Regions from separate parts of the Triticum aestivum genome. Here region 2 is linked to region 1. A link is a contact called in public Hi-C data. All regions are on one chromosome and are shown on one strand. Each heading gives the region's core, a stretch centred on a gene start, on an enhancer-like site or on the middle of the called end of the contact. The rest is flanking DNA. Distances are from core to core; before and after follow the strand shown. Region 1 holds the start of LOC123041583. Region 2 holds the start of LOC123045891 (protein NLP2).

Region 1 (3,222 bases), core at 567-3,066:
TGTGATTAAAATTGTCAAAAATTTAAATTGATGATCATTTTCTGAAATATACGTTTAGAAAACAAGACATTTCAAATGTTAGAACTTTTTACAAGTTTGTGGTCAAATTAAATTCGTGTACATTTAAAAAATTCATGAAGATTTTTAATTTCCATCGACGTTTGTCTACTTTCTGATTTTTCTAAATCAAACAATTTCTAATTTTGAGCAATATGGGGTTGGTTGTCCTGTTGGTTATCGAAGCTAACTTCAAATGAGGACGTTGCGGTTCGAATCTCACCCGCGCAGAGTTTTTTTGGAAAACCCTATTGGACTCTCGCTGCAGCAAAGTGTCGGGCGATCGCACAGAGCAGCCAAGCCAGCGACAAAACATGGCCGGCCCACTTCCAAATACACACAGTCTGTCCAAACGGTTCCAGTTTTCTGCTGTTGTTTTGATTCTTTTCTTGTTTTTCCGGCTTTCTATTATTTTTTCTTTTTCGTTTTTTCTGTTTCTGTTTCTTTTTATTTGTCTCTTTCTATTTTTCAAGTTTATTTTCCTTTTTCGAAAAGTGTCCAGAATTTTCAAATTTTTGTTACAAACATATGAAAATGTTTCCTTTGTTCAAATTTTGTTTCAAATGCACAAAATTCGAAAAAGATGAGAATCTCAATAATTGTTTGCGTTTTCAAAATTTCTTCAGAGATTTCAAAATATGTTCGAAGTCGCAAATTTTATTTCTTTTTTCAAAAATTGTTTGGAATCTTACTTTTGTTCTGAAAATTTGTTCGGAATGTTTCTTTTTGTTCTCATTTTTTTCTTCATATTTTGTTCATGTTTTTCGTGTTTTCAAAAGTGTTTAGTTCAAAAATTTGTTCGGAATGTTAATTTTTGTTCTCATTGTCGTCCGTGTTTTAAAAATTGTTCAGAATATTATTTTTGTTCTGAAAATTTGTTCACAATGTTATTTTTTGTTTTCATTTTTTCGAATTTTGTTCTTGTTGTTCGTGTTTTCAAAAGTTTAGAGTTCAAAATTTGTTCGGAATGTTAATTTTTGTTCTCAGTTTTACAAAATTTATTCATTTTTATTGAAAATGCTCCTGTTTTTCAAATTTTGTTCATAAATTTCAAAATTTGTTCGCTCATTGAAAAAAATGTTTGGTAATTCAAAAAATGTTCAACTTTTTAAATTATGTTCCCACACCAAAAATTCCTTTTTTCAGGAAATTTTTCACACTTTTTAGAAAAATATGGGAAATTTAAAAAATCTTCACATGTTTAAATTTTGTTATAAATTAAAAAATGTATGGGAATTACCACAGTGGCTATGGACTAGCTTCCTTGGCGTGAGGAGAAGAGTTCGATTTGTTGCCAACAAATTTCATTTCTATGGAATTTGGTGAACTTGTTTTATTTTCACGGCTGCCTATAGTTCTTTAAGTTTCGCGCTGCAATTCTTACATATTAGCGCGCGTGTCGCAGTGGCTTGCGCATCGCGGGCATCTATAGAAGGTCGTGAGTTTGAATCCTACGTTGTGCATCTCTTTTTTGCTATTTTTCATTCCGCAAGGGCAGCGAATGGGCCGGCCCAGGTGACCCGTCTCCTGTGCGAACCTGCAGCATTTTGCCGCAGTAAGCGGCACATAGGAGGTCTCGAGTTTTTTTGCCCTTTAAAACAGGAAAACGGGATAAATGGGCCGGCCCAGAGTGGAAGGGGGGGAGGGGCGTGCGCCTGTTTGTGGAAAACGAAGTAAGGGGCGCAGAAGGCGCCGAATAAGGTTTGGCCCTGCGCGCGGTCGATGTAAAAGGAATTTGACAATTACAACGTTATGGGCTAGTAGGCCTTTACATACACTGACCTAGCAAGCGCTGCAAAATCTCCGAAGTAATCGCTGCGAAGCCCATAATCTCGTCACGTCAACCAAATCCAATCCACCAAAGATGGGCCTGAGCCCCTCGAAGCGCGTGGACGCGGCGCTCCGGCGGGCGCCGGCGTTCGCCGCCGCCTGCGAGGCCGCCTTCGACCGCTGCCTCGCCGATGCCCAGCACGCCTTCTCCGGCGTCCGCCCCTACCAGCTCGCGGACGCGTCCGCGCACCTCCACTCGGCCCTCCGGGGCTCCCTCCCTATCGTCCGCCGCTGGGTGCCCTCGCCGCCGGCGCGCGTGCGCGTAGACTCTGCGCTGCGCGCCTCTGGCTTGGAAGGCGCCGGCGAGCTCTCGCGGGATCAGTTCGGGGAGTTCGCGGCCGAGCTGTTCAGGGAGGCCGTGCTCGCCGGCGCGGCCGAGGCGGCGCTCGTCCGTGCCCCGGCCGGCGCGGCCGGGATCCTCGGGGTGGCCATCGTGTCCCGCGCAGGCGCCGGGGCAGCTGGGAAGTTGGTCGCTCTTTACACCGCCGGCGTCGCCGCCGCTGTTTACCTCAGCTTGGGCTAGACCTCTGTTAAGTTGTAAATCTGCACAATAAACTGCTTGTACTACTCCGATGTAATCTGAAGAGATGTTTCTTGCGTAGTATTGCCAGTATAAATACAAAGAGTGATTAGCAACAACAGGAGAGCCTAGGCTTGAAGGGAGGCGATCAAGGTTTCAAGTAGGGTTTGGTTTTCAGGTTTAGCCCTGAACTTCAGAATCTCCAGGTCTGAAGTGAGTGCCACCCTATCAAAGTGACGTCTGTTTCTCTGCTTCCATATGTTCCAGGCCGCCAGGATCGCAACTTCTTTGAACATGGCCTGATGCCAGCCTTCTAGTCGCCATAGCCATCACTCCTGCAGTGTATACCTCTGGAGGTGTCCCCATGAATATTCAAGATCCCCCAGCATGAAGCACTGAACTCACATTCGAAGAATAAGTGAGTGTTAGTTTCAACAGGTTAGTTGGAGCGTAGCAAGCATGAGTGATCATCACCAATGCTGAAGTGCCTCCTGCAGAGAAGATTCCTTGTGTTCTTGCGCTTCATCACACACTTGGATTTCCAGATGGCAGAGACGTGTGTCGGAGGGTTTAGATTTCTGAAGAAAAAATTGTAGAATTTGTTTGGCTTGAAATTGACATCCCCCCCAACAGAGAATCCATTCATCAGCCCTTAGAGGATAAAGAGAGATATTGCTTAGCTTTTCGGTCACCGCCTCCAGTTTTTGTCTAGCTTGAATAGACAGTGGCAATTGAAATTCTGATCAGGTTCAGGGTTAACCATGAACAGGGCCAAAGAAATGTCTTCTTCTCTGGCAAACCAAAAGAGACAACGA
Region 2 (3,515 bases), core at 712-3,211, 610 kb after region 1:
GACCCACCAAATCAACGCATTATAAATAAAAATAAAACACACTATCATCCCCCCCCCTCCCCGCCAAACTAAATATTACATCAGTTCCAAAATATAAGGGGTATTAGTTTCTTAGAAAGTCAAATTTCCTTAACTTTGACCAAGTTCAGTGCGAATATATCGACATCCACAATATTAAAAAAAAGTGTGAAAATTCATTCATGATGAATCTAAAAATACTGATATGATACTATGGATTTTTATATATTTCTCTACAAATTTGATCAAACTTAAAAGATTTGCCTTTTTAAAAAGTAATACACCTTATATTTTGAAATAGATTTTTTTAAGAAACCCAACAACACCAACGGCGCGGCAAAGCACACCCAACCCTTCTAGTAATAGAAGAAAACCGCTCGGATTCTTCTGAATCTCGCTACTAAGATTCCTAAATGTGCCTTCCCTCTAACATGCAATGTTTGACCATTTCTGTTCCGATGTGATTTTTTTCATCACAAAAAGGTAACACGAAGAAGATTTGTGGCACAGAGGTGTGGGAGCATGTAGATTTTTGACCGTCTGATTGCCTCGCGATTTGGAAATTTGCTTGGTCTGTGCATCTCTCATGCTTTTTCTTTTGACTTTCAAATTTGTATCTATTATATCTTTTAAACTGAAATTATAATTTATGTTTCATTTGCATATTTGTGTTCCTTGTGACAAGGGCTTTGAAAGTGGCCAAAGTTCTATTTGTAATTCTAATTTATGGCCGACCCCGAATTCCCCATTCCCAACAGATAACGTGAGGCGGCTCGCTACAATCTACCATCAACGAAACCGATTTTTGCTAGCTAATGGTTAGAACGCCTAGAGCTAGCTAGCTCGCTAGGAGGATTGCCCACGCTAATGCTATATCCTAAATGATTCCCCACCCGAAAATGTTCTCTCCCTGTATACGCTGGCGTCATTCTCTGACTAAACCAACAAGGAACAATAGATATGCTCGTACCTTAAAGTACTTTCCCGGAGGTTCAGTGCGATATTTCTTTGGGAAAAAGGGTCCGGTGGTACGTACGCCACTGATGCTGAGCGTCTTGAGAGCGATTTGTATGCTACTTGCACGGTTTGCGGTCGCATGAAAAACAATGTAATCTCTCCTCCCTTTCATGTTTTCAAATGTTAATTACAAAAAAGTCAAGTGGCAAGAGGAGAGGATGGATTCGTGGGAGTTTTATAGGAGCTCGCTCCGTGGTGTGGTCGGTCAAACTTGCAGTAGGTGGCCGTGGAAGTGCATCTACACGTAACGCTTATCCCCCCCAAAACGGAAATTAAGACAGCAGTATGTTCAATGCCTACAGTCATTTTCCTTTCAAATGCCAAGCTCTTTTTTTTAGCTTATGCATAGTTGCTTTGGACAGTTTGCATACAACCTACATAGTTCGACGTCACTCCAATGGGTTCAAAATAAAAAAAAAATAAGTAAAACCACCAACCCATGATTGAATCCTAGGAGCGACAGGACTCTTTAAAAACAAAATACGACCACAAAACGCTCACAAACATGCGCATGCACCCGTTTCTTATGAAGCTACACACACTATACACCAATATAAATACCTTTGAGATGAAGCCCGCACATCTTCTGTTTGACGGGCTCACTAGTCACCACATGTGTTCGTAATTGAGGGGAAGTTGTCTCCCACCCGAGTAAATATTGCCGAAGAAAACATTGTCCACCGTTGTCGAAAAGGCCTAAATTACATTTAAAAAATATTACAAATACCCCATCAAATCAAATTACAGTAAACTAAAAGCTACTCCCTCCGTCCCATACTGAGGACGGAGGGACTAACTGTTTGAGGTACACTCAATTTGGCAGAAGCGACAGATCTGGCGGCGTCAAGTTTTGCTGCAGCTTAGGAATTCGTTCCGTATCAGTTTGCCATTCTAGCACCATTTCCTGTGCCAAAACAGAGGAAGAGAACCCAAGGCCAGAAAAAATCAGCCCAGCTAATAATTAATCATTTAAAGAGGGCGGCCGTGACCGCGAGCCGGGAAGAATCCGCTGCGGGGAGTAGAAAAACAACTAGCTCAAAGCCAGCGACCGGGCTAGAGAATTTCCAACCTCCAATCCAAGCCTCGCCCTCTTCTCGCCTCGTCTCCCTCCCAGCAAGTAGTAGTAGCCTCCGATTCCCTCCTCCCGCCGCCTCGTCAGATCTGCGCCACCGCGCCGCCTCCCCGTCAATCCGTCGTCCTTATCCCGCCCGCCAGCCGAGGAGTGGCGGCCGCCGCTTGGTTTCTTCCGTCCGGGGCTGGCGCTATCGGCGGCGGAGGCTGCCGGGCCTTTTCCGGACCAGCAAATGGTTCCGGAGCTGGGGCTTGGAGGCTTCCGGTTCGGTGTGGTCTGCTGATTGGGCCCAGCCGGGGTACGGTTGGCTCTGCCGGCTTGAATTGGAGGTTCTGAGCTAGACTGAATTTTGTTTCGTCGGAGGAGCTGATTTGGTGAAGTTGTTTCAGGCGGCGACTGATTCTTGGGGAGTAAGCTTCCGGAACCTGCTTCTTTTGATTGCCTTCGTGCTCAATTTCAGATTATAGAGCGTTTTTGGATGAGACGGATAGATTATAGAGCTTCTGTCTTGTGTGCTAGCTTCTTCATCCGTCAGAAAACAGGACTTCTGCAGCTGCTTCGGTTGCCTTTTCCTCCAAAGGTTTGACCTTTTGAGTTAAGTTATTGTGCCGATGATGAACTGCTGATCTAGGATTCTTGGAGTGTGCTTAGTCACTGTATCAAAAGCAGTCTCCTGTTCAGATTCTGCCTGTTAAATCAGTCCTTGTGTTGCACTACGAAGATTCTGATTTGAAAGGACACACACTGTGCCACCCTTTTTATCTGTCCCCAACACAGTGCACTCTTAATTGTCCCACAGGAGTGGATAAGTATCTGGAACCAATCGAGGCAGCAAAGCCATGGATGTGCCTATGCCTTCACAGTCCAACCGCGCTGGATGCAATGGAAGCGTCGGCAGCCCGTCGGATGATCCATATGGCGTTACAGCCATGATGAACTTTGATGGGTACTCAGAGCTCTGCGGCAGCCCTTCATTAGCTGACCAGCTGTTCTCGTTGCTGAACGATTCGTCCACACACCAGATGTTTGCTATGTGGTCATCCTTGGGATCTTCGCCACGTGCTTCTGGTGTCAGTGAAGATATGCAGCTCGATGCCTATTCCAGTGTACCTGGGGATCAAAAGGTTGATTTGGTATCTTCAGTGAATCCAGCTGAAACTGGGACTGGGAGAATGGCCAAGAGTTCAGGCGACCTTGGCTCAGATGGTGATCCTGAGCAAGGAAGTACTAGTTTGGTTCCGAGGCCTATTGCCGGCAACTTACTCGCTGACAGGATGCTCATGGCTCTGTCTTTGTTCAGGAAGTCACTTGGCGGCGGCGTTCTTGCGCAGGTCTGGATGCCTGTTGAGCAGGAGGGGCATGTCGTGCTTAGTACATGTGAACAGCCGTTTCTGCTTGACCAAGCTCT

The links. Hi-C and Micro-C count contacts between places; a contact is called where the count stands out from the background.
Region 2: a contact with region 1 is called in a Hi-C map of leaf, with 5 times the contacts expected there. The contact joins the promoter of LOC123045891 here to the promoter of LOC123041583 in region 1. A contact is called at or near these places in 2 of 5 Hi-C or Micro-C datasets (both in leaf).

Annotation. Positions count from the first base shown.
Region 1 is chr2B:535,599,552-535,602,773 of IWGSC CS RefSeq v2.1, forward strand. It overlaps LOC123041583, which reads left to right and starts at 1,817. Exons shown (of 1, transcript XM_044464178.1): 1 at 1,817-2,660. The coding sequence starts at 1,922. The coding sequence ends at 2,410.
Region 2 is chr2B:536,212,066-536,215,580 of IWGSC CS RefSeq v2.1, forward strand. It overlaps LOC123045891 (protein NLP2), which reads left to right and starts at 1,962. Exons shown (of 7, transcript XM_044469126.1): 1 at 1,962-2,405; 2 at 2,497-2,687; 3 at 2,907-3,515. The coding sequence starts at 2,947.